2 separate regions of the Mus musculus genome follow, and region 2 is linked to region 1. The links are chromatin contacts, called in public promoter capture Hi-C maps. All regions are on one chromosome and are shown on one strand. The core of a region is the stretch at or near the end of the contact, and the rest is flanking DNA. Distances in the headings are between cores, read along the strand shown. Region 1 holds the start of 4933402D24Rik (RIKEN cDNA 4933402D24 gene). Region 2 overlaps Klf7 (Kruppel-like factor 7 (ubiquitous)).

Region 1 (4,750 bases), core at 583-3,082:
CAGGCCTGGGGTATAGGGCACTGAAGCCAAAACTGCCTTTGTTTCAGACCTGGATGGTGCAACCTGTTAGACTCACTCCCCAGAAGCTGAGCAAAGAAAATTTAGGTTTTTTTTTTTCAAAAACGCTCCCTATGTAGACGACAAAAATAAAGCATTATTTTGGTCTAACAACTGGCTCTGATGGCTACTTCGCAAACATGGAAGGAGCAGGGTGAGACACAAAACTCAGCCTTGAAGCTTGGCTGAAAGCAGTTCCATTTAACAAGCTGGCCAGGCCCTTGGAGTCATGTTCAAAATGCTGTTTTTATTGTTTGTGCTTTTGCTTTTGTAATTAATTAATTGCCACTAATGCTTTTTTTGTTATTTTTTAATAATTAATTAGCAAGCACTGGGAGCAGGCAGCAACTTTTTCATAGATTGCATAAGCACGCAGAGATAAGAAATCGGCATCGTTGCTAGAGTGCGCATTCACGGATTACTGGGCTGCTCACACGAGAATTACACACTAATTCAACTACAATAAAAAATTACACTTGAAGAGCTTATTATATACTATTCCTTCCCCTTCTGAGGAATGTTTGAGCAGCAGCCTAGCACGGCTGCCATGGCAACTATAATGCAAAATTGGCAGTAACTTTATGAATTGCAAATTCCTCTAAGGGTGTTGGGGAATTTTTTTTTCTCCCTTCCATTTTTAACCATCTCATATGCATTATCCCAGCAATATGTTAAACAAGATTTGGGGGAACTCAGCAATTACTTGGAAACAGGCTGTGTTTTAGAGCCTCAAATTCCATTTTTCTAACGAAGGCACGTGTTCACAGGGAACCCCCAGTTTACCTGCTTTTAATGTTCCCTGTTTTTAACTGAGCTCTTAACATACTGATCACCCTCACCTTTTCTGAGGAGGGTCCAGGTATTCTAACAAATGGACTTGCTATATTCCTTCCCAACGTCTGCCCTAGCAGTTCTCTGAAAATGATGAAAGGGGACAGATAGTCTCAGTTTAAAACAAAAAGAAGAAAAACAATAATCTTACAACCGGCCTCCCCCCTCCAAGTAAATTCAGCTGTGATTCTACATTAAAACGGTCACTAAAAGAATGGTCAGTCCTTCTTGTTTTCCTCCCTCAATCCTATCACGCATGAAGAACATGACAACGGGAAGCAGGCAGCACCCAACATGGTTTGCCTGACTCGGGATTTAAACACTTGCAAAGGTAACCCAAACCATGCTGTTCTGCACGGCTAGTGGTCCTCCTCACTTAAGATGACTGGGATTGAGAGGGGAGTCACCCACCCACAGTATCATGTCACCTTCTACCTCTGATTTTTCTACCTCTGATATTTGCCTCGTTCATGTCACAAGTCTGTTGCAAAAATCACATGAGACAATGTGTTTGAATACTGCCATGTCTCATGAAAATATGACAACGCAGAATTCTGATTTTCAATTTTGATACAACTCTTAATAATTAAAAAAAAAAAGCATAAATGGCCTTTATTCTCTGAGTCTAGTACCAGGAAGAAAAGTGATAGTTTGCCAAAAAATAGTTCAGGTCTTGAGAAACCCTCTGAAATGAATGTAGGAACAAAAATATGAATGGAATCCTACTCTATGACAAAAGACATAAATGGTTGCCTCTCCAATTGGAGAGAACTGTCTGTTTGCAACGAGTGACACAGAAAATGACTTTGTGCAGCACATCTCTAAGAGAAGAGTCTTTCGGTGTCGTCTGTACAGGGCACACAGCAGCATTGTGAGAAGATGAGGAATCTGCTGATGCTCTCTGTTCTGTTCTGTTTCATAGCAACCCCCTATGGTCAGTAGAACACTAACTGTCTCCTACCATTAGACAATAGTCTTCAGAAAGGATGTGCCGCAGAACAGCTGATGGACATGAATTATTTTAGACGAGGTAACCAGAGGAATCCAAGAAGCCTTAAGAGACAGGCTCTTGCGTTGCCCTGAAGAATTTCTGGCCCTAGCTTCCTTCTTTCCTGTCTTCATTTAACCAACATTTACTGAAATTAGATTGTTTTCTGCCCCCAGAAAATAAAGGAAAGGAGCCCACAAGGTCTCATTCACAAAAACCTTTCCAACTGACTGGGAGCAGACTGCACAGCCCCCTCCTCACTCCAACAGGGTTATGAGACAGAAAAGACAAAGCACAGAGGGCAAAGGGGAGAATGGAGACGCATCCTGCAAAGTGGTCAATGAGTTGTGTGGTGCAGGAGCATCCTGCGTGATAAACAGATGGTAGGGACACCGCAGAGGAGAAAGCACTTAGAAAGTCCAGAGAGATGAAACCTGAATGCTGTTGAGGGGTCCGTAGATGGGGCACAAGAGGGTAAAGATAGAAGACCAAAGAACCTTTCCAAAGTGCATCCAGGTCCAATTTGACAGTCTGTGTATAGCAGAGAGGATGTATGTATATATATTAATAAGGAGAAAGGATGCTGTTATCAGACCCGGGTTTTAGGAAGGGCCCAGCAGGGATAGCAGATTCTTTCAAACAAGTCTAGTGGTCAGTCACATCATTCATGTGTCTCCTAGGACAGCCTGCTCTCTTCAGCACGGACCTGAAACCCAATTGCCCCCGCAGACTTGAGATGTTTGCTGCAGCTACAGAAAGGAAGTTAGAATCTGCTGTCCTCCACAACTTCCCGAAGAGCAAGGAAAACATTGGAAAACTGTCAGCCCGCTCTCAGAAGGTGAGCGCACAGATTGCAAAGCGTTTCCACCTCTCCAGCTTGGCAGTGATACAAAAATGCGGTCGGTTCCCTTCCCTCCAAGTAACTCACAGCAGATGCTGATGCCCTTAGCCTCTTCCCCAGCTACAGTTCCCAACATCATTTCCTTCCAGAGGTCAGGCATATGGAGCTCATTAAATTCTACACAGCAACATTCAAACCGTGTGAAACTTTTTGTTTGCAGTGCAATTTAATGTTGAGTTTGATTTAAGAGGAACTGCATATTCTTGGTCCTGGGATGGAAGCCTATTCATCCAGAAGTTTAAAGCCTGGTTTAGGATGATGGGTTGGAGAATTGCAGCTTATGTTGAGAATTTTTAAAGGTGGAAGCACGTCCTGTCTTAGAAATTATCTACTCCAGCTTCATCTTTCATAGAGTGGAAAAAACCAAGGTCTGGACCATTCACATGGTAGAGGTAGAGCCTACAAACTGGGTGTCCTCATCCTTGGCCCAACAGCACTGCTATCCTTGACTCCCCATAGATCAACATACAGAAAGAAAAGACAAACAACCTTTCTCATCCAAGGTAAAACTCACTTCAAAATGAAAATGGCCACCCATTTATAATGTGCTAGTTCTCTCATATTCTATTATAAAAATAAGAACATTAAGACTTTTTCTTGAAAACAACTGGCTTCTGATTGCTACAAGACTATAATATATATAATATGTGGAATGTAGTAGCTAGGAATTTAAATAACTTCCTCAGAGTTATGTGGCATAGTAAAGTGGGAGTCTTGGTGTCTTCACCTGTAAATGGGTAAGATGGTTCTCAGAGTTGGATGTTTTGTTTACTTAAACTTTAAGGGAAATGCTTAAAAATCAGTGGCTGTTGTATTTTGAAGGAGTGGGAGGGCTTCAGTCTGCTTAAACAGACTCATCAAATACTCTTCCAACTGCAGCCTAAAACCTCTGAACCCATGAGCAAAAATTAAACATTTGCTACTCTTGTACTCATTATCTCAGGTACTAGGTCATGAGGGAAAAGCTATCACACACACACACACAGAGCCTATGACTGAGTTTTATCAACTTCATTTACTAATATTAGCCCTCCAGTGCATCGAATCACTTGTTTAAAATGAAACCCAATTGTGAAACCACTTTCCCACCACTGAGGATTCTTACAGACTTGGTTTCTTGAAGAGAAGTGGAGATGCTTTCTATTTATTGGACCAGGCTCAGGAACCTTGGGGAAGTCACTTGCCATGGAACCAGAGCCTGCTCCCAGGATAAGAAGGTAAGAAACGAGGGTGTGGACGACTCTAGGTCAGACCCAGGGAAGGTAGAATTCTCTGGAAGTGTTTGTGAGAGTAATATTCCATCTCCAAAACAACTGCATGTTACTAACACAAGCAGGAAGGATTACTGTAGCTCTTGAAGAAGAATTTTTACTCTGCAGGAAGGATACAATGAAAGAAAGAGCCTGTGAGCTACACGACCCCCAAGCAGCCTGTGGGAGAAAAAGAATGCCTTGGGCCAACCAACTTTGCCCCTATTCAGGATAAACTATCTCCTACTTCTCACACACACACACACACACACACACACACACACACACACACACACACATTGAAGGGTAGACCACACACCTCCTGTGCTCTGCCAGCAACTTTCAGAAATGAGGGTCAATTCCATCCCTGCTACTTGTACTTCAAGACCTCATCCTTCACACTGTTATCACCATAACCCTATCATTACGCTGCTTGTTAGTCATGATTAAAACAATAAACAAAGGGAAAAGTCTTTCCCTGGTGAGCATGAATAATTGCAGATGAGCACATCTTGTTTGGGCCCCACACCGTGTAATGTTATATGCTATTACCAACAGTATTAGAGGATGTTTTATTGCCTGATACAATTTCTTTCTAATTGTACTATCTGCTCCCTTCAGATTCCAATCTCATCCTGAAGGCCCAACAAAGTAACCCAGAGGGAGTTTATAGCTCTTGCCTGCAATTTATGGAAAAAGTCTTTCTCCTTGGTGATATAACCC
Region 2 (4,750 bases), core at 1,369-3,868, 290 kb before region 1:
AGAACCTGTGGGAAACATTCTCTGGCTGAGGTTTACAGCCTTCGCAGACACTGGTGAAGAATTGACTGCTTGCTTTGGAGTTGGCCTTGAGGCATTCTGGTTTTGGTTTCCCTAGAACTGTTTCAGGTAACAGAGATATTGGAGAAAGCAGAGAAAGTGAAATGACAAAATGCTGATAAGGGTGACCTGCAGTTTTGCCTATCCACGCTCCTCTCCAGTAGCCAGTAGTACTATTCTGTACACCAAACTTGAGACCTCGAACCTATTGGAGAGGAGAGCTTTTAGTCTTTGCAGGTTACGTTCCTTCGCTTCTTCATGTTTTAAAAGCACTACTCTATGAGTACATCTAAGTAGCTATGGCGTTCTTTCCCATTGAAACCTCTGTTTTATCAGAACCTATCTCCAAAGGGAAAGTAAAGATGCATTTTCTTTGTCTATTGTAATTGTTGAAAGGGGCAGTGATGTAGTGATTATATATGTTTCGTAAGTTAAGGTTAGATTGCCTGGTCTGCAATCTTCATTCTTTCTCTCATACACTAGGTGAATTGGTAAATAGCTTCATTTCTGTTCTAGAAGAACAAAGGGGCCACTGTCTCACTGGGGGCTATTGAGAGGGTTAAAGAACAAAATATCCATAAAGCAACTCAAGGTCCTAAGGGATACAGTACTTAAAAGGTGCTTGATGAATGAATATTAATGTACGGCCCATCCCACCATGATTTGTAAAACACGAGCAGCCGTTAAGAAGAGGTAGAATCAGGACACTTGTTCAAGATGTCTCTGCAGAGATGCATTTAACTGTTAAACTTGTCTAGGTGAACATTTTGTTCTTCTCCCCCACATTCATTCTCATTTTTCTCCTTCGCTCTCTCTCCCCCTAGGATAGATGCCTAGATGTATCAGGCAATATTATAGACATCTAGAAAAGGGAGGCACATTTCACTGAATGAATTATGTGACATCGATGAGTTACACACCATAGTTAAGTGGTGTTTAGACTTTGGGCTGTATTTATAAATGCAATATTGAGGTTATGTTGTAGGGCCCAAACCCTTTGCTTCTGTAACCAGCACCACATCATGTGTTTAAGAGCGGGGATATGGAAGAGCATCTCTATTGAATGAAACACTAGTCTCAGGACTTGTCATCTAGAGACCCTTCACACTGGTCTCTAGGCATCTTCACCATTTCTCTGTACTTCATAACAGGCCTGTGAGACTGATGCCAGACAAGAAATTAGCTCCATTTAGTTGAGGGGAATGAATTCACAGACCTCATAACTCTCCTAAGAATGCACAGTAATCTCAGGAGCTGGACTAGAACCCGGGCCTCATGCTGGAGAGGAGCTTGCCTGCATATGCATGTAGATGTGTTTCTACTATGCTGTACTTGCATACGAGGTACCTTTTCTGGAGACTGACAATGTGACTGAAAGGGGAGAAAAGTGACTGAGTAATGGAATAGTTTTTTATGCTGTAGGTCCTGGTCATTGGATATGGAACCTTTTCATCTGCTTCTCTGTTATCGTATACATTCACTGGGTCCTTCACAGCTTTTGTGTCCAAGATTCAAGCTAGCTCAAGATTATGTGTAAGATTTCCCCCCCCCCCGCCTCTCTCTCTCTCTCTCTCTCTCTCTCTCTCTCTCTCAACCTGGGCTCTTAGCTCTGTTCTAAGAAGCTGTTTACCACCAGGACTCATTGTCATCTTATGTTCTCTGTCCCGAAGGGTCAGATTTTAAGGAATTGCTTGTCCCCATTATTCAAGATGGCTCCCAGCAAGTCCACTTTCCACTCCTGTCTTAACAACCAGGGCTTAATCATGCATCATCCAGCAACCCAATGGAGCTGAGATTATTTGGTTACTTGCTTGCCTGTTTGTTTGTTTATTACTTTACTTTTTGAGACCTTTTGAAGCAGGGTCTTGCTTTATAGCCCAGTCTTCCCCGAGCTTGTAGTGCTCATGCTTTAGCTTCCACAACACTGAGATGATGATAGGTATGTACACTGAGTGGTCATTCATTAACCAGTAGTCAGGGGATCTTACTGTAGCTAAGAAGTGTGTAAGCGGAGACAGGAGCTGCTATATGCTCTTGCTCTTAAAAGTAGTTTCTGGTTTAGCCTATAATACAGCCCTCCTAATTTAAAATGCTTGGCTCATGAATTTCCTAATGTGGCCCATGGTCTGGGGGAAATCCCTAGTGCAATCCTAGTTGGTGGTGCATTGGGAATCAAAATAAGTGTGTGCAAGTTAGCTCCCTGTGAAGTGGAGGAAGTTGGTTGGAAGCTTCCTGTACATTTTGCATTTCATGAGAATATAGCACTATTGGAATAATAGGAAGCAGATACGAAATCACCACCTTGAGAGAGCAAGCCTATAGGGTCCGATTGGCCACATGCTAATATTTCTTGCACATTTTCTCCCTCCTGAATGCAAAGTCAAATTGCATTGACATTTTCTTCCCAGGATGCCTTCATTTTTCAGTACAAGAATAAAGAGAAAATATCATAGCTGTGGGTTTAGCGCTGAAGAAATTCAGGCTGTTTGAGGTTAGGGCTCTGGAGTCTGACAGATTGTGTGGGGGCGCTTCTGCATATGTGGGTGTCAGGTGTTTGTGCTGAATTGTTTGCAGATTTGAGGGGAAGGGGAGGTCTTGTGTGTGCTAACGTAGATTCTGTGGATGGTTCCATCATCAAGCTTTCACAATGATCACTATTAGGAAGCATCAGACCGAGGACAAATGCAGATTGAGGAGACAGTGGTGGGAGGAAGGGCAGAAGATAGAGCAGGCCTGTGTGTGTGTTCGCACCAGGTTAATGGAAGGTCTCTGACAGATCTCCAGTATGCTTAGTCTCTTCTAGGCCATGTCACAAAAGGCAGGAGGGAGGGACAGAAGAATGGAGGCAAGCAGTCAGGCAGGGACAGGGGTGGGGGAAGTGGGGAGTCTGGGGGTTAGGGGAGGGGAGGTGGAGAACCCACCTGTGATGGTGACACTTCCCAAGTACAAGCTTCTAGAAGTATGAAGGTCATACATTGTGTCATGTTCTAAACATACAGCTATCACAAGCTAGTTCCAGGGCTCTGGCCTCAAGACAATTAGTTTGTAATTAAGGCCCCTTGGTCTGACTGTTACCATCTGTCTGTCCATTCTTAGGATTATTCCCCATGTATTCACCCTTCACCTCGCTGAGATAAGCCACTGCCGCTTACCATATCTGGGCCTTTTCACATATTGGTCCTTCTCTTTGGAATGGCCTTGTCCCTGACATCCTTCAGATTTCAGTATGTCTGCTGTCCTCTGGGAGCTTCTGCCTTAATGATTCTAATGAGTCAAAGGCCTTTCCTCTCCACATGGCGGCACACACACACACACCACACACCACACTTACCAAACACCCTGGGCCCTGCAGTGTTTCTGTGTGAGCCTGATGCTTCCCCTGTGGGATTTCTCTGATGGAGTGAGTCTTTCCATTCACTTTCATCTCCAGCCATGTAATTGGCAGATGCATATTAGAACTAATGCTGGTGGAACTCAGTGCATGTTACAAAGCGGAGCTTCTTTTTTCCTATCAGTGAATTAGAGAAGAAGTCTAAGAATTGACCTGGCTTGATTTCTGTGGACAGAGATGAAGAGTCCATTATCCTTAAGATAATGCATCTTAAAGGTCTGTGGATCTGGTAGACAAGGCAGTAACAAGCTCTTGTACTATTGGATTTTGGTTGATCGCTGACTTATTAATTAGCAAGTGTTGGGTTGGGTGCAAACGTGTATCTGAGCCTGTGTTAGAATCTTCCTGATGAAAGAGGTAAACAACAAAACATTTCTACCAGTGTTTGGGATAGCATTTATTATAAAGTATATAGCATATAGTATTTATTATATACTTAGTATTTATTGAATTACAAGTATAAAATGTCTCAGTTTAAAAATACTTTGCATCTAATTCTGGTGGGAAAAATCAGGACAGAATATTGTGCCATTAAAAGATAAGTATCTACAAGAAACAAAAAGTAGGGGTCCAAAGATTGAAGATTTGGAGAAGGCCCAAATTTGGGGGGTGGGTATAAAATGCTTTAGTAGGGGGTGACATGTGGAAGCAAACACCATATGAATGGACAAGGACACCCCAGTCAGGAGCGGTGTAGCGAGGTGGTAGTATTTAGAGATGGTGGGCACTCCATATCTTAGAGACGGTCAGTAGCTGGTGAGGTAGGAAAGCAGGTGACAGTTTCATAGACCCTAAGTACCTCAGCAGCGGCATGGGAGCATCAGTGGCCCTAGCATGTCATTGGTCAAAAATACGAAATGTAGACTTTCATTTTGGGGTTAATATTTTTCTTAGACTTTTATGCTAAGGTAAAATAGACAGGTGGGTTGGTTTAGATAATGGCGAGATCCAAGCTCTGGGAAAAATGCTGATCATTTTGGAAGAGATTTGTGTAGGTCCTAGAAGACTTAACCCTTCTCTGTGTGACCTTCATCTCTAAGGTAGATTGGCACGTACTGTGTTGAAAGGAAGTTCCTCTAGAGGAGGCATCTGACTCCCATTACCTCTGAGTAAGCTCTCTAATTTGAACTTTCGGGGCTTTAATAGAATTACATTTTTGACTTGTTAGATTTTAGAGCAAACTACCTTATGGAAATGACTGGGCTTAGACTGTATCGCCCCCGTCTGCATGTGTATACTAAGGGAAAAACAATTGATAGCATCATGATGTTAATCAAAACACTCTCAGGATGCTGACTCCGG

What was found. Promoter capture Hi-C pulls out the DNA fragments that hold promoters and counts their contacts.
Region 2: a contact with region 1 is called in a promoter capture Hi-C map of hippocampal neurons, with 4 times the contacts expected there. The contact joins the enhancer-like site here to the promoter of 4933402D24Rik in region 1. A contact is called at or near these places in 4 of 39 promoter capture datasets (the 3T3-L1 cell line, hippocampal neurons and neural stem cells), 1 of 15 datasets of contacts at CTCF or cohesin (pro-B cells), 3 of 484 Hi-C or Micro-C datasets (cerebral cortex and stem cell-derived neural stem cells) and 5 of 115 datasets of contacts at active chromatin or transcription factors (differentiating embryonic stem cells, embryonic basal ganglia, embryonic fibroblasts and 2 more).

What each region holds. Positions count from the first base shown.
Region 1 is chr1:63,766,349-63,771,098 of GRCm38.p6, reverse strand. 4933402D24Rik (RIKEN cDNA 4933402D24 gene) reads left to right here and starts at 1,832. Exons shown (of 3, transcript NM_001256158.1): 1 at 1,832-1,918; 2 at 2,557-2,714. The coding sequence starts at 1,894.
Region 2 is chr1:64,054,014-64,058,763 of GRCm38.p6, reverse strand. The region is part of intron 2 of Klf7 (Kruppel-like factor 7 (ubiquitous)); the gene reads left to right. Among named protein-coding and RNA genes, the nearest start is that of Mir6899, 14 kb to the right of the region's middle. Within about 2 kb of position 2,618, at least 18 of the 459 cell types and tissues checked have an H3K27ac peak or open chromatin away from gene starts, as enhancers often do. A contact at or near this core is called in cerebral cortex and hippocampal neurons, where this site is marked.